Regions from separate parts of the Mus musculus genome. Here regions 2, 3 and 4 are each linked to region 1. A link is a contact called in public ChIA-PET and HiChIP or PLAC-seq data. All regions are on one chromosome and are shown on one strand. The core of a region is the stretch at or near the end of the contact, and the rest is flanking DNA. Distances in the headings are between cores, read along the strand shown. Region 1 has its middle 30 kb from the start of C430002N11Rik. Region 2 overlaps Gm39409 (a long non-coding RNA gene). Region 3 overlaps Gm28729 (predicted gene 28729). Region 4 overlaps Rasa2 (RAS p21 protein activator 2).

Evidence for each region. ChIA-PET counts read pairs in DNA pulled down with a chosen protein or histone mark. HiChIP or PLAC-seq counts read pairs in DNA pulled down with a chosen protein or histone mark.
Region 2: a contact with region 1 is called in an RNA polymerase II ChIA-PET map of memory CD8 T cells, with 26 read pairs. The contact joins two enhancer-like sites. A contact is called at or near these places in 3 of 115 datasets of contacts at active chromatin or transcription factors (effector CD8 T cells, embryonic stem cells and memory CD8 T cells).
Region 3: a contact with region 1 is called in an H3K27ac HiChIP or PLAC-seq map of embryonic stem cells, with 2.4 times the contacts expected there. The contact joins two enhancer-like sites. A contact is called at or near these places in 5 of 115 datasets of contacts at active chromatin or transcription factors (T-cell acute lymphoblastic leukemia, embryonic stem cells, large pre-B cells and 1 more) and 1 of 9 other capture datasets (embryonic stem cells).
Region 4: a contact with region 1 is called in an H3K27ac HiChIP or PLAC-seq map of embryonic stem cells, with 5 times the contacts expected there. The contact joins two enhancer-like sites. A contact is called at or near these places in 11 of 115 datasets of contacts at active chromatin or transcription factors (T-cell acute lymphoblastic leukemia, bone marrow-derived macrophages, craniofacial prominence and 6 more) and 1 of 9 other capture datasets (embryonic stem cells).

Annotation. Positions count from the first base shown.
Region 1 is chr9:96,794,067-96,796,902 of GRCm38.p6, reverse strand. No RefSeq gene overlaps it. Among named protein-coding and RNA genes, the nearest start is that of C430002N11Rik, 30 kb to the right of the region's middle. Within about 2 kb of position 1,407, at least 223 of the 459 cell types and tissues checked have an H3K27ac peak or open chromatin away from gene starts, as enhancers often do. A contact at or near this core is called in bone marrow-derived macrophages, embryonic stem cells and memory CD8 T cells, where this site is marked.
Region 2 is chr9:96,390,676-96,393,511 of GRCm38.p6, reverse strand. The region is part of intron 1 of Gm39409 (a long non-coding RNA gene); the gene reads left to right. All of the region lies in intron 1 of Gm40550 (a long non-coding RNA gene), which reads right to left. Among named protein-coding and RNA genes, the nearest start is that of Gm39409, 4.8 kb to the left of the region's middle. Within about 2 kb of position 1,356, at least 74 of the 459 cell types and tissues checked have an H3K27ac peak or open chromatin away from gene starts, as enhancers often do. A contact at or near this core is called in memory CD8 T cells, where this site is marked.
Region 3 is chr9:96,490,640-96,493,475 of GRCm38.p6, reverse strand. It overlaps Gm28729 (predicted gene 28729), which reads left to right. Exons shown (of 11, transcript NM_001370882.1): 10 at 1,292-1,404. Among named protein-coding and RNA genes, the nearest start is that of Rnf7, 13 kb to the right of the region's middle. Within about 2 kb of position 1,480, at least 25 of the 459 cell types and tissues checked have an H3K27ac peak or open chromatin away from gene starts, as enhancers often do. A contact at or near this core is called in embryonic stem cells, where this site is marked.
Region 4 is chr9:96,537,729-96,540,564 of GRCm38.p6, reverse strand. It overlaps Rasa2 (RAS p21 protein activator 2), which reads left to right. Exons shown (of 24, transcript NM_053268.2): 24 at 1-1,265. It also overlaps the pseudogene Gm8495. Among named protein-coding and RNA genes, the nearest start is that of Gm28729, 14 kb to the right of the region's middle. Within about 2 kb of position 1,449, at least 12 of the 459 cell types and tissues checked have an H3K27ac peak or open chromatin away from gene starts, as enhancers often do. A contact at or near this core is called in bone marrow-derived macrophages and embryonic stem cells, where this site is marked.

The DNA.
Region 1 (2,836 bases), core at 158-2,657:
CTCCTAACTCCAGTTCCAGATGTCTGGCGCCCTATACTTGCTCTCTGGTGTACCTACACATAGTGCACATAAACTCATGCAGACACATACATATACACATAATGAATATAGATAGGAAATCATATAAACATTAAAGCTATAGCTAATTCAATATTTTAGTATAACTATTAATCTTATAATATTTTCTTTTAAAGCCCCTGTACCTATATAAAATTTTCATAGCTCACCTAGATTTTTAAAAGAAATAATCCATAGATTGCTATAAAATATTATGTCCAAAGTAAACAACTCCATATGCCTTTAAGTTATCCAATTGTCCTTTTTAAAAACTTGGCCTAGGATAAGGAAAGATCATAAAATTAGATGTTTTGAGTTTCTGAATACTGACATTATGCTTTAATAATGACAATCATAGATTTCTTTAGAATATTAGTTTATATGTAACCTTAGTGTATAGCCTCATTTGTACGTTTATTTATACAAATATATATCTACAATACAGTACAAACTATAGATGTCACTAATAAGCATAAACATTGCATAATCTTTAAAAATCATCAGCCTGTAAGAATTCCTAATTTTTCTCCAAATCTCTTTTATTTAAAAGGATTTGACAACACAAAGACTTTTGTCATACAAAAAAAAAATTACAAGTGTTTGCATTAAAACAAAATCTAACTGAAAAAGTTTCTGAAATTTCCCCATCATGTTGCATATCAGACTTCTTGAAAGTCATATATAAGGACATTTTAAAATATGTAAGTGAGAGCGTGAGTCAGGCCTGATACAGCAAAGCAATGCACAGTAATCCGTTAAAAGACAAGTGTAGAATTATATTACATATATCAAAAGTTCATTTTCTGCTATGATTCCATCAGGTCGGATGCCTCCAGGAACTAGAAACTATGACCTTTCCCAGGGTTCTGGAGCAATAGAAGCCTCAACGGGGGGGGGGGGGGGGGGGGCGGCGCAGGGACACACACAGAAACGTGCTTGCATGCAAAGACCTATATGAACTACAACTCCCAGAAGCCTCTTGAAAAGGGCTGAATTTCCCAGAAAGCTTCGCCCCCTACCCCACAACTCCTCTTCCCCTAGGGCAGCCTTAAGTTGAAAGTGGAGTGAGAAGCCCTGCAGTAGGGAGGGTCCTCTGGGGCCCTTGTGGGGTGTCAGCCTCCAGGGCTCGGTTGTGAGTTACAGAAAGCCAGGCTTTGTTAGGATGGCTCTGAGGCTGCTTGGGCCGGTGCCATTTTTCCCTACTGGTCCCCTGGGAAACAGATCATGGTTTCAGCTCCTCCTTATCCGCAGTCAGGCTCCCTCTTGAAAGAAGAGACAGTCTTGAACCTCCAGGCGTGATCTGTAGAGTGTCACGTGTCACAGTTCTCTTGCAGCTTCTGCTGTGCCTGCAGGCTGTGGGAACAAGTGTGAACAGTACTGTGGCTCCCGACCACGTTTTCCTGTGACCCTGCCCATCCAGCTCATACTAGCGAATACCTGGGGTTCTGGAGGTTGTTAGTCTCCTTGCTAAGACTCTCCACTCAGTGTCATTCCTCAGACTCCAACTTATTTGGGACCCCAGCCTTTTTATTTTTGTTTTTTAAATCTGTCTCCTTCAAAGCTTGTCAGCCCTTAAAGATCACACCCCATCCTACCCCACTCCCCACTGCTCCCCCCCAGCCCCTGCTCCCCTTAAAACAAAACAAAAATCTGAGGATTGTGATGGGAGCATTCAGAAATGGGAATGGAGTGGACTAAGAGGAAGCTACAGGACATGAGAGGGCCTGAAAGATAACGGGGGGGGGGGGGGGGGAATGGGAAGGTTAAATGATGGTGAAGAGAGAGAATGAGGCCAAAAGTACACCACTGAAAAAGCTAACACTGAGTTTCCCTCATTAGAATTCTCCCTCCCTCCCTCCCTCTTTTTCTCCCTCTCTCCCTCCCTCCCTCCCTCCCTCCCTCCCTCCCTCCCTCCCTCCCTCCCTCCCTCCCTCCCTTCTTTTCCTTTTTTTCTGTTTCACTGTGTCATCCTGAGCTGGCCATAGCTGACCAGGCTAGCCTTGAACTTGTAATGATTCACCTGCCTTGGTCTCCCAAGCACTTGGATTAAAAGCATGCACCACCCTGCCCCTCGCTTATGATTTATATATGACTGAGTAGATAAGGCTGGCCTCCTGAATACTGGGATTATAGGCCTGGCCCACCACACATTATCACTAATGTTTTTGGATTTTACCTCTGCGTCCTGGGATCCTGAACCCAGTTCCTTGCACATGCTGGATAATTGCTGTATACCAATAAGTGATAAACCCTGTCCAGAATTGTGGATGGTTATACAACCCATAGTAATTTCCCCCCTAAACTCCTAAGTCAAGTACACAGGTCCCTAACTCTTAGGGAGCTACAATGACTGGTATTAGTGTGTTCTATGAGATAGTGTATCGTAGGACACAATCCTGCAGTCAGTCATGAAGAATAGACTACTCAGAGGTACTGACATGTTGCTCTATTTCTTGAACCTTGTGGAGGTCTCTCAGACCCTTTTAGGATCTACACAGTTTAAGCTATTTATAGGAACTGGATGTATCCCAGCATGTGGGCTCCGGAGGTCAGGAAGAAAACGCCTTTCAAGGTGTCCCTATCTGCTTGTTAGTTTTAACATCAGTCCAGGGTACATAAAACCCTGTCTAAAATCCCGGGTTGCAAAAAGGAGGAGGAAAAAAAAAATCCCTGTTTTCACAGTAATAATGTTATTTGAATTTTTAAAATAAGACTATTTTGTTGTTGTTGTTGTTGTTGTTGTTGTTGTTATATGTTTTCTGTCTTGTAAAGTATAGTT
Region 2 (2,836 bases), core at 107-2,606, 400 kb after region 1:
GGATGTAAGTCCTGACTACAGGAAGAAGCACACACTATTTTCTACTATATGGACATAGTATAATTTCATCTTTCTCTGTTCGTGGACTAGGGCAGCACTCAGACCTCATCTGAGGCGTTGCTTTGTACAGTACAGGAAGGTTAGCAAGGGAACTCCTAAGTGGTCAGAGTGGAAAGAGTGAGTCAGCGGACTTGAGTTCAGTCTCAATTGGGACATCTGTATCACACACATGCCAGCACTGAGGAAGGAGACTGTTAGAATTAGAGGTCAGGAAGGACCAGATGAAACGGTATCTTCTGAACAAGCAGGACTGCTGCAGTCTTGGACCATGGCAGCCTTGTTGCCTATGCTAGATCAAGCCAGTGGAGAGATTCTAGCGTGGAGTGGAAAATGGTTCACAAGTGGCACCACCCACACTGAGGAGCTATGGACGGTTGATGGCTTCTGGGAGAGGGAAAGTCTGTTTTCTTTAAGAGTGTGACCCCCATAGGTTGATTATGCTCCAGTGGGTAGCCACACATCCAGGAGTATATGGGCAGCACAAATAGAACACCGTGGGTTGTTTAGAAAAAAAAAAGAGAGAAAACAAAGCAAACAAAAATGGGGACATGGCGTTGGGAGTGGAGGTGGGGTAGAACTGGGAAGAGTTAGGGTGAGGAATGGAGATGAATAAATATGATTATTATGATATGATATTGTATTGGGGGCTGGAGAGATGGCTCACATGTTAAGAGCACTGGCTGCTCTTTTAGAGGTCCTGAGTTCAATTCCCAGCAACCACATCGTGGCTCCCAACCATCTGTCATGGGATCTGATGCCTTCTTCTTGGATGTAGGTTATACACAGAGATAGAGCACTCATATACAATATACATAAAATAAATCTTTAAAAATATATTGCATGAGATTTTCAAAGAATTAATACAAAGATATTTTAAAAATTAAAATCTCTTATAAGTGAGTTACTAGGTTGCCAATCGGGGTATTTGACCCTTCGTGATGATTTAAGTGTTTCCGTTATCCATCAAGTCTAGTATGCTGAGAGATCTGACAAACAGAAGGGCAGGGTAGGATTGCTCAGCATCTCCCACTTAAAAAAGAAGTGAGAATGGAGTCTAAAGAATTCTTGGCATCTTCTGAACATGAAGTGTCTTAACATTCTGTGGTACTTCATAGCACCTCCATGTAAATTCCCTTCAAACCATGTCAGGAAGGTGTTCTTATTTATAGATGACAGAGAGATGTGTTGCTGTGGGTTGGTTTGGTTTGATTTGAGTGGGTAGGTCCTCCTTAGGTCACATAGTTCTGAGAGGTTGGCAGGGGCTGGCTCAGAGAGGTCTCCTTGATGTCATATCCTGTGTTCTTGCACAATGCCTACCCTGTCCTGTTATTAAAAACTAAACCAAAAGGACACTAAACACTGCTTCCTCTTCTTTCTCATCTTATGATGGAACTTGTGTGACCAGTGATTTGTCCCAAATAGTACCCAGTTGCTCAACTAAGAAGAAGCCACAGCCTCCAGTGGCTCTGGGTATCATTGGGCTTGTGAGTCTAACGCAGATAGAAGCAAACTGCTTTTCTGTGGCTTTTATGGTTCAATATTATTTCAGTATAATCCTGGTATATTCATCATCACTGACTTAGAACATAAGAAGACAGGTTTCCGGAGCCTGGGCACTTACTTAATTTGAACTTAAATTTAAGAACTTGGCAGGGAGGTAGAGGCAGGAGGATTAACGAAGTGAAGTCCTGGACAGCCTGGCGTACAGAGCAAGACTGTCTCAAAAAGCAAAGCAAGTCAAACACTTATTATATGCCCATAACCCCATAATTGGATATGGAGGAGGAGGGAGCAGTTTCTCATCCTTCGCTACATAGTGGGGGCTTTTGTTGGTTTGATTTGTTTTTTGCTTTTTGGTTGTTTGGTTGTGTTTTTGTTTATTTGTTTTTGTTTGTTTTTGAGGCTATCCTGGAGTGTGTGTGCCTCAAAAGGGGAAAAAAAAAAGAGGAATAAGAAGCTGGCATTAATCGCTTCCTCCTCCTCCTTTTCTGAGAAAGCAGTAGTTCTTATTTACAAAGTCCCATTTTACTGTTTAGCCTGAAGTTCAAGAGCCCACCTCATCCAGCCTTGAGCCACTATTCAAAGTTTTATTTCTTCTTTTCTTCTTCTTCTTCTTCTTCTTCTTCTTCTTCTTCTTCTTCTTCTTCTTCTTCTTCTTCTTCTTCTTCTTCTTCTTCTTCATGTTTTTCGAGACAGCGTTTCTCTGTATAGCCCTAGCTTTCCTGGAACTCACTCTGTAGACCAGGCTGGACTCGAACTCAGAAATCCACCTGCCTCTGCCTCCCAAGTGCTGGGATTAAAGGCATGTGCCACCACTGCTCAGTTCTTCTTTTAAAGATTTATTTTATTTATATAAGTACATTGTAGCTGTTTCGAGACACACCAGAAGAGGGCATCAGATCCCTTTACAGATGGTTGTGAACCACCATGTGGTTGCTGGGAATTGAACTCAGGACCTTTGGAAGAGCAGTCAGTGCTCTTAACCACTGAGCCGTCTCTTCAGCCCTTGTTTGTTTTTCAAAACAGAGTTTTACTCCATAGCCCTGGCTGTCCTGGAACTCACTATGCAGACCAGTTTGGCCTCGACCTCACGGAGATCTACTTGCCTCTGCCTCCTGAGTGCTGGGATTAAAGGTATGTGCCACCACCACCTGGCCAAAGTCCTAAATAGGTCTCTGCCCTCTCCTGCAGGTACAGCCCCTTGGGCTGGGTGCTATCCTTTCACCTTCAAACAATAAACTTCATCTGGGTGCGGTGGCACACTTCTGTGATCCCA
Region 3 (2,836 bases), core at 231-2,730, 300 kb after region 1:
GGGAGGAGGACTCAGTTCTGGGTCAGGCTGAGTGGGGGAGAGTTCAGCAGCGCCAGCATGCTGTCATTTCTCCAGTAAAAAGGTCAGAGGTCACATTTTTCCTTCCCCGGCAGTGTTGTAAAAGAGGGTCACAGGAGTGTGGTCTGCTGTGCTGCTCCACCTCAAACCAAAGCCATGCATCTTTAATGACCAATTAAATGACTCTAAGATTTTTTTTTCAATTATCCTTTTCTTTTAGAGGAACAGAACACCCACTTCTTGTTCCATTAGAGCAGGCATGAGGTCCAGCAGGATAATTCTGTTAAACCTGACTGTAAGTGCGATAAGCGCTTTGGTTTTCCTGGTGCCGACGCCACCCCTTCATCCTACCTGGTAGTAAAAACCCATTATTGGGCTGCTGGCAATCTCCACAGCATTAGTGCAGGGAGCGTAAGGACAGACAGCCTCTGGTGACAGGATGGGAAGTGATTTTTCACTCAGTACCTCTCTGGGATGGAAAACGTCTTCCACGCTTAGTAAATGGCTCAATTTACATAAATGAGAGGCTAATTATGGCGCGCCCACCTGAAAATGAAAGTACTCATTTAAACAGCATTAAAAAGCAATCTATGGCTTAGGAAATCAGCAGTTTTGAAACTTAGTCTAAGTGTGCATCGTGAGTAGCCTTAATGCGTGTATGTCATGAGCTAGAGTCATTATGGGCTGTTTCTGACGGAGCACTTTAATTATGTTTGAACACAGTGAAGAGTCTTCAAAAAAAGGGGGGGTAGCTGCTAAGATTTTACAGGGTGACTCACTTGGACTTTAACCCTAAAGGCATCGTTTTAAACCTTAAAAGACAATGGAAACACTAATTATAAAAAATAATGTTCTTCCAGTGTTTTCTCTCTTCCTACCATTTATTTGCAAGTCAACAATTTCTAATTCTCCTTTCACGAAATCAGAATAACTTACTTACTTGGTAACAAGTGAGTTTGGTTTGCTTATGCCTTTTTCTTTCCCTCCCTCATCTTCTCCTCTTCCTCTAGTTGAGGTCTTGATTTTTTTTTTTTTTTTTTTTTTTGAGACAGGATCTCTGTAGCCCAGGGTGACCTTGAGCTGGCTATATATGTTTGTATGTAATTGAGGCTAGTCTTCCTGCTTCAGCCTCTGGAGTCCAAAGACTGCAGATGAGTACCAACCATGCCCGGCTTTAGCAAGGAGCCAACTCTAATGATGGAATTCGGACCATCCGAGCAGCCCTGAACAGCGTTAGCCGTTCTCCTCATTCTTGCTTATTCTCTCTGCCCAGGTAAACTACCACCCTTAAAAGTTACAGTCACTCCCCGGATCTCTTCGGACACCTTCAGATCTATCTGGAAACTTAGCAAGAAATCTAATAGGAGGCGTAAAAAGAAGAAAAAGGTAAAATCTTCAGCGTCTGCACAGTTGAGTAGCAGCCACCAGGGGGCGCAAGATGAAGCGTGGGCCTCAGTGGAAATTAATGGCGCCTTCGATCCCAGAGTTTAGGGTCTAGGCCATCCTCCCCTAACCCACAGTCAAACGGATGATGGCTGTGTCACGAGGCAAGCAGTAAGACAACATCATCTCTCAAACATTAGTGAAAACTGCCTCAGCTCCTCTGCCCTGCTGAATTCGTGTTCCTGCAGGCCTGCTGCGGGTCTGCCAGGAGCCTCATGTCTGCTCTTAGGTGCCAGGGCTGCCCGGAGGAAGAAGAGGATTTGCATATGCTTACTCTCCACTGCGTAAAACTGAACTTTCTTTTTTAATGGGGCAAATATTTAATAGCACTGTTACGAAATGAGCTGTTTACAAGTAATAGGTAGAGGACTTTTGATACAGAAATTTAGAAGTGTGCACATGCATTTAAAAACCTAGACTGCGGGCTGGCGAGATGGCTCAGGAGGTAAGAGCACTGACTGCTCTTCCAGAAGTCCTGAGTTCAAATCCCAGCAACCACATGGTGGCTCACAACCACCTGTAATGAAATCTGATGCCCTCTTCTGGTGCGTCCAAAGACAGCTACAGTGTACTTATGTATAATAATAAATAAATCTTAAAAAAGCAAAAACAAAAACCTAGACTGCTGTACACCAAAATATCAGCATTGTTACTACCATCCAATGAGTAAATATTCTCCCCACCCGGGCTTGTATGTGTGTCGTCTATTTAGTTAGTTAGTTTTGAGGCTTGGTCTTACTCTGTATATCAGACTGGCAGACTGGGCTTAAACTTCTGGCAATCCTTTGTCTCCTTGAGATTACAGGCGTGAGCTACCATGCCTTTTTTGTTGTTGATGTTGTTGTTGTTTTGTTTTGCTTTGTTTTCTTCTTTATGTATTTTTTAAACACAACTATTTCTGACCCAGAACATAGTGGCTCATACCATCATCCTAATATTACTTGAGACGCTGAGGCAAGAGAATTGCCACAAGTTCAAGGCCAGCCTGGGCTATCTAGTGAGTTCAGGCCAATCTGGTACACAATGTGAAACTGCCTCAAAAACTAAAACAGAAGTAGTCCACAGTTGTAGAGAGAGAGAGAGGATGAGGAGCTAGAGAGACTCTAAATGCCGGCAGCGCAAACCCACTAAGCCAACCCGGGCACCAGCCGTCAGGTCGGAACACAAAAAGCAGGGCATGCAGGCAGGTGTCAAGCCCGTGACGGAATGAATGTCACAGACACTGCTGCCTGCCTGCGTTTGCTGTCCTCTGAGTAGTCACGTTTATTGGGTAAACCAACATTAGCCAGCTCAGTAGGAAGTGTTGCTCCGGGCTTTGCTTTTGAATTGCTGGAAAGTATAACTAGTTTGCAGCTGTATCCCACCCAAAGCTAGC
Region 4 (2,836 bases), core at 200-2,699, 260 kb after region 1:
AATGTGTATCACCACATCTGGCTCACCTGGTCTTTCTAATATCAAACTCCAATTGCAAGTATTTTTAATGATCATAGGGTCACAGGGGCCAAAGCTGTATACATGTGTAACTCTGAGAGCTCAATATTGTAGTTCTTTTATTCACATGACCTTTTAAACAGCCAGCTTGACTGGAATTAATTAGCCAGCTTGGTACAGTGTAAAAAGAGAAATACAAAACTAATTTTCTTTAGTAAGTCTTTTCCAATCAGAAACTATGTCCACAGAGTCCAAGGACAGTCAGGGCCCTTCTCGGGGCTTCTCCTATGCTGTGCTCTTGCGTACTTAGAGTCTTACCTCCATGGTCTCCTTTCTCTGCTTCTGCAAAGAGCATTTGAAAAAAAAAAACATATATACGTACACACACACACACACACACACACACACACATGGTTTTTGTATATGTATATATATATACACACACACACATGTATGTGTATGTATATATATATATATGAACAGAAGATGATAGGAGGAAACTTAGCACAGTCACTCACTAGCTCTGACTCCTAGTGGAGCTGTATCCATCCATTGAGATTATACTGATCTGTTGTTTAGCTTTCTTTTAAATCATCACCTGGTAAGACACTGGGCAACAGCAAAAGTTTTGGTTTTGGTTTGGTTTTTTTTTTTTTTTACTCCCAGGAATATAATTTATCAAATCAAACTATTTTGCTTACCAAAGAACTATGTTTTTAATATCACGGGTAATAGCTAAGCATCAAAACTGGGCTCTTATTTTACCAACAAGAAACATCATGTGACTGATGGCTGGGGTTTGTCTGTGTCTCCAAGGCCGAATTGCATTCTTTTACTGGAAAAGTTCATTCAAGCTAGGTTTTAGAAAATACATTCCTTTTAAGTGAACACACCTTCTAAATTGCTTTAAGTACTATTGAATAGCCTAAAAGATGGACTCCGCAGTGCTTTCTAGTGTCCCCACCTATGTGACAAATGCAAAACTCATTCTAGAGTTAAAATGACTGATTTTTGGTTGATATTATCTGCTTCCATTTTTAACTTGGGAATTAATATGTTGCTAGTAAATACTGGTTTGTACGGTGTCTAGTTTGTAAGTGTAAGTTATCAGACCATAATATAGTGACTCTATGTTGTTGAGAATGTATTTTTATTTAAATTTTATTTTCTTATGAAGAGTATTATAAAAATTAAAAGCTTTTGTAACTGTCATTTGAAAATAACTCAAATAAAGTACAAGAAGCCTATCTGTTCTTTGTGAGACCTTACTTGTATTTAAAATGCCTGCAGCTTGCCTGTCTGTGGATGAGACACTAAAGGCAGCTCCAGCAGCAGCAGGGGCAGCAGCCAGGAAGCCCTGGGCGTGGCCTGCACTCCACCAGGCCACGTTCCTGTGTTGCTGAGGCGTCCACTTCTCTCTGTGGCCTGCAGCATTCATCAGTGCAGCTCCCAGCTTTCCCAGAGGGAGGTGTGGAAGAATGTACTCCACTCGTGCCTGGGCGAACAGAACTCGGCCTGTTGACTTTTTAAAGAAAGGTCTTTTTGCTCTTTAAAAACAAAACAAACGCTGGGCGTGGTGGTGCACGCCTTTAATTCCAGCACTTGGGAGTCAGAGGCTGGCGAATTTCTGAGTTCGAGGCCAGCCTGGTCTACAGAGTGAGTTCCAGGACAGCCAGGGCTACACAGAGAAACCCTGTCTCCAAAACAAAACAAAACAAAAAAAAACAAACATTAAAGCCACTCATGACTCAAAGCCTACACTGACGTGGGGGTGTCTGTAGCTGTCCATTGTATAACCTCAGTACGTCATCCTCAGGGTATTCACATTTGACCATGCGGTGCCATGTTAACAGATTCTCTTGAGAATATATGTGGCAGCGCCAAAGAGTAGACTAGAGATAACTGATGCCCCACGTGAGAAACAGATTGTCCCCTGTGTGCCTCAGCATTCCTGAGCACCCCTAAATTAACAACAGCCCCGTGGCCCCATAAGAGTTTAACGTTAACAAAGAGTTGGGGGGGTCTGAACCTTTTTCATGTGGACTAAAACTTGTAATAAATACCAGTATTCTTTCTGACAGTTTATTAGCAGGGCAGGGATTGGTGGGTGAGTGGTTTCCGTTTTTTGTTTTGTTTGTTGTTTTAATTCTCAAGGTTGGCCTTGAACTCCCGATTCTCCTCCTGCACTCCTAGTGCTGTGTTGAGAGCCTGCACCACCATGTCCAGCCCTGTACCCTGAGTAAGCATGCCGTTCTTTAAAGGGCAGGGGCCATAATTTGAATTTCCCTTTCTAACTCCCATGATTCAGAATAAACAATGCCTAAAACCATTATGGTTCCTTTCTACTCCACGTCCATGCCTGCTACTAAGCTCCTCTGCAAGCTTTCCTCGCAGTGAGTCTTTTGGGTGATTTGATATTCTTAAATAACCAACCATTACTTTCATCTTAATTTTCATATGCATCTTCACCTGAAGTTCCATCTTTTTTTTTTTCTTTTTTTTGGCTCGGTGTGTTTTCTTATTTTTGTTGGTCTCCATCACAGATGGGATTTTTTTCACTGGTAATTCCTCAGAACTAAATCCATTCATAGGGAATTCAGAGCAGTGAAAATAAATTTCACGCCTTAGAGTGGGGAATGGTAACAATAAAAAGGAGCCAAGGGATCTTGGAAGAAGACTAGCCCAGCTCAGTTCTCCACTGGTGGTGGGGTTTGCACAGGCTGGCTCACATAACCTGCACCGCAGTCCTTAGGGATCTTCAGCTCCTCCGGCTTCCTCCTATCAGTGAGAGACCTGCCAGAGAAGAACCACCGCTGGT